Linked DNA regions of Mus musculus: region 2 is linked to region 1. A link is a contact called in public promoter capture Hi-C data. All regions are on one chromosome and are shown on one strand. The core of a region is the stretch at or near the end of the contact, and the rest is flanking DNA. Distances in the headings are between cores, read along the strand shown. Region 1 holds the start of Zfp446 (zinc finger protein 446). Region 2 holds the start of Kmt2b (lysine (K)-specific methyltransferase 2B).

Region 1 (3,319 bases), core at 417-2,916:
ACTCCCTGAGGACTCCTTCTGGACTAGAGGAAGCATCTTTGGCTTCAGGATGTGGGCTGTGATCTGAAGAGAATCATGTCACAGGGGCTCTCCCTTCGATCTGTCCTTCTAAGAAGCTAATGTCATTTCACTCACCCAGCCCAGCAGCTGCCCAGGATCATGCTGCAGCCCCTCAACAAGAACTGCGGCCTCCTCGGGGCTTCCTGGTCGCTGCCCTCGAACCCAGGCCTGGATCTCAGGGGGCAACACACCCAGGAACTGTTCCAAAATCAGCAACTCTATTATGTGTTCTTTGGAGGATGACTCAGGCTGTAGCCACTGGTGACACAACTCTCGAAGCTGGGCCAGTGCCTCTCGGGGTCCCTCAACCTCCTCATAGCAGAAACCCCGGAAACGGAGTCGTGCAGCCTCAGGCTCCTCAAGGGTGGTCCTGGAGTCTCTGAGGGATAGGTGTGGGGTACCCCGAGGAGATGGCATTCTTGTTTTGAAGGGTCTTTTTGGAGGTGACAGAGGGACCTACAGAAAAGGAAGAATGTCATCTAAGGTCAGAAGACACACACCAGACCCCTCCTAGAAGCCGGAAAAGAGAACCCTGAGGCCAGGAGAACTTCAAAGAAGGTCATGGGAGGTGCAGCCCCACAGCAGTTGAGCAGCTGTATTTTGTTTTGAAGATAAATGACTGGGTGGAATGTCCAGGGACCTTCTAGAAAACTGCAAATGACGGGCTCAAACATTTGGGTACAACACAGGGCTCCTGGGAGATGAAAGTGGCTCATCCAGTAGACAAAGGGTCAAGCAGGACACGGAGGGAAGGGGGGTGGGACCATCATCCTGGGTGACCTGGAGCCCTGAGGCTTCAGACAGGAGGCAGACCACTGTGCTAGCTGAAGAGTTGGCTCTGAGACACAGGTACAAGACCTGGGGCAGAGCTGAAAGCCTGGGTGCATTCTCAGGAGCTTATTATGGGTTGGGAGGCACAGCTCGCTGATCGCAGCTGAATTGTGGATGCCTCATACTGCCTCAGCTTACTACGCATGTGAAACCCTGAAACAAAAGCCAAAATCAAACAGCCCCGTTTTGTGTGGAGTTGTAAACTGGAACCTGTGTCCCAGCTCTTAAGATTCTGGTTTTAAATCGGCTCTCTTGGGACATCCGTCCTGCTCTGGAGAAACTCAAGAGTTGGGGTGTCAGGCTCTGACACAGGAAAGGGGTGGGTCCGACGGCTGGGAGGTGCTCTCGGTGATCCGAGGAGCCGGATTATGAAGCTGCGCCCGCCCAGCTAGGAGTGAGCTCACCTCTGACGCGTGGGAGAGCCCCAGGAGGTTGGGGCACTTCCAGGAAGTGACACCGAGCACGTCCCACTGCCACTCAGAGAACGCCCCGCCTCGCGCGTTGCCCTACCAGCCCGGCCAATCCTGCATCTGCTCCGCCGGATCGGCCCCCTTCGCTCGGACTACGTCTCCCGTGAGCCTCAGCAAGAACGACAGCACGCTTCCAAGGCCTCTCACGCGCGAGACTCTTCGCTCCTCTCCTTGGGGTCGCGTTGCTGCAGAGTTCCGGGGGGGGTTCCCACTCCTGACTTGGCAGCCGTTCTTCTCTTGCAACCGCAGCCGTAGGACTCACGTAGGACGGAGCCGACTGTGGGTTAGCCTCCTTACGCATGTGCGCAACGGACCTGGTTTCTATTGGCCAGAGAGGCATCCTGACCAATCAGAGCTAGCGCTCCCGGAAGGACTCTCGCTCCTTGTGTCTCCTAGGTAACAGCTAGCGCACAACTTAGGGCCTCTTGCTGTTCTCTGAGTTAAGCTGTAAGGGTCCCCCTGCCTCGGAGAAGGCCTAGGTGGAGGCTCCTTGGCCTCTTGAGTCCAGACTGTTCTAGACAATCCCGTTGGGAATCCAGGTGAAAGGCGGTGGTGGGCGAGAAAAACTCAGTATGGCCTCCATCGGATCTCCGTTAAGCTCCCTGGATATTGTGGAGACAGTAGGCCTACAGGTGAACAAGTGCTCAGAGGAGGTAACCATGTAATTACCAACCCTCACTAATAGTCTTCAGATAACATTACTGAAAATAAGGACGGAGGTTTCTGATTAAAATTACGAGGTATACTCAACCCTTACTTAGGAGGATGTAGTTAGACAAGATGACTTATATTTATTTTTTTTCTCCCAATGGGCAGTTGATGGCATTTTGTTTGTTTGTGGGGGAATGGGGCCTTTAAAGAATAAAAGTCCTTGGCTGTCCTGGAACTCACTCTGTAGACCCTACTAGCTAGCCTGGAGCTCACTCAATAGTTCTGCCAGTCTTTCTCCCATTCGCTGAGATTAAAGGCATGGGCCCCCATATCCGACAGTTAGAGGCTTTTTAGCTTAATTGCAGATGGGCTTAGTTTTATTTCCACATATCAAGTGGCTGGACTGTGATATAAACCATTCAATCCTGAACTCGATCTGCCTACTTGGGTTTCTTCTGCTACCCAGGAACCTTCTCCTTGGCAGCTACTGTAGAGAGCAGCGGTTCTCTACATCCAAAACTCCTGAGCAGTTCTGTCGGTAGAATTTGTCTTTTACAGATTCTCTGGACACAACTCTCACCACCTACCTATTGAGGAGAAGCGCTAAGGGGGCCTAAGGGGGTTCCCAGAAAGCTCTCTTGGAAACACCTTTGTTCTAGTGCTCACCTCCCTGCTAGGCTGGTTTCTAAGCCTTCTATGTGCCACAGGATAGACCTGGTTGAGTCTTGTGATGGTATACATCTTACCCCTGGGCTTGACATGACCATTACCATCTTTATTTCTCCCTTGTTCAGGCCATTAAATCTAAGACCACATATTTAATAGGTAAACTATCATTGAGCTAGCCCCAACTCAGTCCTTAATTATAATGGTTATATTAGGTTGGCCAATGTAACCATGAAACATTTTATCTTTTGAGGCAGGATCTAAGTTCCCCCAGGTTAGCCTCTCAGCTGTCTTAAAGTAGAGGGCCTGTGGTGACCTACTGACCTAGCTCTTAGGGTAACAAAATAAAATTTATAACAGATAGCTAGGTCTATGGTACTGGGGTGTTCAAGTTTCCTCTTGGATTGGGGAGACATTTTGGTCACCAGTCGTTCTTGCCTAACTGTGTGTGATCTTTTTTTTTTTTTTAAATATTTATTTATTATATGTAACTATACTGTTACTGTCTTCAGACACTCCAGAAGAGGGCATCAGATTTCATTTCAGATGGTTGTTAGCCACCATGTGGTTGCTGGGATTTGAACTCAGGACCTTTGGAAGAGCAGTCAGTGTTCTTAACCACTGAGCCATCTCTCCAGCCC
Region 2 (3,319 bases), core at 344-2,843, about 18 Mb before region 1:
GTTTCCATCGCCGGCCTGCCAGCTCCTCCCTTGCCCTATTGCTCGACGCACCCCTAGCTTGGAGAGCCTTCGCCCATTTCTTCCTTCTCTGGCTTTCTCCTCCACCTGTAGGAGAGAAGCCCTTCTCCTGTAGCCTCTGTCCTCAGCGCTCCCGGGATTTCTCTGCCATGACCAAGCACCTGAGGACACATGGGGCTGCTCCCTATCGATGCCCTCTGTGCAGGGCTGGCTGCCCTAGCCTGGCCTCCATGCAGGCGCACATGCGTGGCCACTCGCCCAGCCGGCTGCCGCCTGGATGGACCATACGCTCCACCTTCCTCTACTCTTCCTCGAGGCCGACCCGGGCCTCCAGCTCTCCCGGTAGTCCTACCTCCTCTGCTGCCACCTGACCGGGTGTTGGTAGCTTCTCTGGCTTGACAAAGAGTCCAAAGAATGAAAGGCAGAAGGGCTCAGCTAGGGCGGCCTGGCAAATTTAACCACAGAAGAACTGCGAGACAGGAGCTACGAACCCTTCCGGGACAAGCGAGTTGCAGAAGCCTCGGCCTGGCGAGCCCGAGTTAAAGGACAATTAACTCGGTGAAGATTAACTGGGGACTGTCAATTTCATCACTATAATAAAGTTTCCTGTGCTCCAGTCAGGACGAGTCCAGACTTTTCCTCTGTGCTAGGGGGTTTCCACCCTTGCCCTGTAGCGGCCCCTGCTGGCCATTCACCATTCAATAAACAGAGGGTCACACTTCTCCTTCCGGGGGGCTTCGTATAATTCCCGAGGGCAGCACGCGGCAAAGGCGCTCCAGACCCTGCGGGAGAGGAAAGGTGGCTTTGAGGCGCCCCAAGACTCTGGTTCCTCCCACAGCAATCTACCGCGCGCGTAGTCTAGGGCTGGAGAGGAGCGCAGACTGAGGTCCGGATTTCGACCACCGGTCTGCTCTCCTCCGAGTAAGGGACGGAAGACTAGCCTCTCCAGCATCTCCCCTCCGCGCCGGGCAATGCGGCTACCGGGTTGCGCCTGGAAGTGAGACTAATCCAGCGCCGCCGCCCTCCCCTCAGCCAACGCCTAGCGCAATAGCTAACTTCGTCTACTGTGTGTCCGTCGGGTTCCCAGGGTCCGAAGCCAACGGTACCCTGGGAAGGACCCTGGGAATGGTAGTCCATGCAGGTCGCTAGTTCCGACTAGAACAATGGGAGGAGTCTGAGCCGGGAACCACACCTCCTGGAGACCAGGAACTGGTTCTCCTGGTCTCTGTCGCCAACCCGGTATTCCCAGTTCTCGCGCCCCAGCTGTCGGCGGAAGGAGCAAGGCGACTGGACTACATTCCCCAGAAGACCTTGCGCCTCCCGCTCTCAGGCCGCGACGCGGGGTCCGCTCTTCAGGTGCGGCTGGAGGGTGACGGCCGACCGGCCCAGGACTCCTGCTCCCGTGGTGCCCCGCGCGTGGCCAGCCCAGCCCCCGGCTCCTGCCCGCCCCACAGCGGCGCTGGTTGTTGTCGTGAGCCGCAGCCGCCCCGCTTTGCCCCTCCTCCCCTCCTCTCCCCTCCCCCCCGGCCCTGCGCACGGGCTGCCCCTCCCCCCGCCTCCCCGGCCCCTCTCACGGTGCCAAGATGGCGGCGGCGGCGGGCGGCGGCAGTTGCCCCGGGCCTGGCTCCGCACGGGGCCGCTTCCCGGGCCGGCCGCGGGGTTCCGGCGGGGGCGGGGGCCGCGGCGGCCGAGGCAACGGAGCCGAAAGAGTGCGGGTAGCCCTGCGGCGCGGTGGCGGCGCGGCGGGGCCGGGAGGAGCCGAGCCCGGGGAGGACACGGCCCTGCTCCGTTTGCTGGGTCTTCGCCGGGGCCTGCGCCGGCTCCGCCGCCTGTGGGCTGGTGCGCGAGTTCAGCGAGGCCGAGGCCGCGGCCGGGGACGGGGCTGGGGCCCGAACCGAGGCTGCATGCCGGAGGAAGAGAGCAGTGACGGGGAATCCGAGGAGGAGGTGAGGCGGTCGGAGGTGTCTCTAGCGCCGGGTAGGGCGGAGGCCAGGGGCTTGCAGGGCTCCGGATAGCTCCGAAGGGTGTTGTGGACAAGTGGGATTCTCGGGGCTCCTGGAAAGAAGCACGAAGGAAGCAGGCTGCGTGGAGCGTTTGGGTAGCTAGGGCCTTTGAAAGTGATCAGAGAAACCCTGACTGCAGCTAGACGCCTGGAGCCCAATTGGTGTCCTGAGCTGATCTTTCGCGGTAGCAATGGCAGAGCAGGACAGGAGTGGGTGAAGAGGCCATAGGGATTGCATGCCGGACCAGCGGTGGTTGACAGCAGCAGCGTGGCCTTAATTGACCAAGGCTAGAGAGCCTCCTGGGCTCTTACTTGCAGGCTGCCTCCTTGGCCCTTAAAATCCGCGACATATCCCTGCCCTGGTTCCACCAGGGCCCCAGTTGCTCTCTGGTTCTAAGGTAGAGTGGTGGAGGCTTCTTAGGCGCGGGTTGAAGAGGGATAGAATGAATGCTGAGTCTTGAATCTGGAGTGAGTGCAGTCATGGTTTATCCCTCTCAGCCTTTTGGAGAAGGCAGGAGGGTGTGGATTCTATTGCTTAGGAGAGCTAGCTGTCCTCTGAGGGCTCAGAGTGGATTCTAATATGATAAACCATCTGCTCCACCTCTCATCTCCCCCAAACACTCCCCATTTTTAAGAATGCCCTGCAAGGGTGTAAATGGAGGACCTACTTTGTTTTAAGTTGGAATTAGCCCTCATTGTAATGCCTATTGCTTAACTCGAGGAGACCCTCTAGTGTTTTCTTCTGGGCTAGTGAATTACTGATGGCTGTGCTGGAATGGTCTGGTTCAAGAACGCCTTGTACCTTTATTCCTTCTGACCTTGCCTCAGTCTTTTAAGTTCTTTGGTAAATGAGGAGGAGTATGTTAAGGTGGACGATAACTATCATATCTGCAACACCTGAAGCCCAGATGGAACCAGGGCTTTGGTACTGACTGCTGTTTCTCCCCTTCACCCTTGGTCCCCTAAATCAGGAGTTTCAGGGTTTTCATTCAGATGAAGATGTGGCCCCCAGTTCCCTGCGCTCTGCGCTTCGGTCCCAGCGAGGTGAGTGATGGGGAAACTCTACCTCTCTAGTGTTGCGGGAAGGTTCTTGCCCTTTGTGTTCAGCTAGTCTCTACCAGTTACTGAGTGTCCTGTGTTCAGTCCAAGGTAGCCTGGGCTGTGGGGAAAAACAGACAAGTAAGACTTAGTATCCTGTCTTTCTGGGGTGCTTTTCTTAAGACTGAAGGGCCAGTTTGACCCATCTCCCCACAACTGTTCTCCTTTTAGGTCGAGCCCCTCGGGGTCGGGGCCGCAAGC

What was found. Promoter capture Hi-C pulls out the DNA fragments that hold promoters and counts their contacts.
Region 2: a promoter capture Hi-C map of second pharyngeal arch cranial neural crest shows a contact between it and region 1. The contact joins the promoter of Kmt2b here to the promoter of Zfp446 in region 1. A contact is called at or near these places in 3 of 39 promoter capture datasets (cranial neural crest, pre-B cells and second pharyngeal arch cranial neural crest).

The regions. Positions count from the first base shown.
Region 1 is chr7:12,976,195-12,979,513 of GRCm38.p6, reverse strand. It overlaps Zfp446 (zinc finger protein 446), which reads right to left and starts at 1,666. Exons shown (of 6, transcript NM_175558.4): 1 at 1,402-1,666; 2 at 136-516; 3 at 1-63. The coding sequence starts at 1,662.
Region 2 is chr7:30,587,000-30,590,318 of GRCm38.p6, reverse strand. Kmt2b (lysine (K)-specific methyltransferase 2B) reads left to right here and starts at 1,593. Exons shown (of 37, transcript NM_029274.2): 1 at 1,593-1,964; 2 at 2,992-3,064; 3 at 3,290-3,319. The coding sequence starts at 1,602. It overlaps Zbtb32 (zinc finger and BTB domain containing 32), which reads left to right. Exons shown (of 6, transcript NM_021397.2): 6 at 112-638. The coding sequence ends at 389. Gm32082 (a long non-coding RNA gene) reads right to left here and starts at 1,540. Exons shown (of 3, transcript XR_003946734.1): 1 at 1,000-1,540; 2 at 714-800; 3 at 1-105. Mir3569 (microRNA 3569) reads right to left here and starts at 939; the gene lies at 882-939.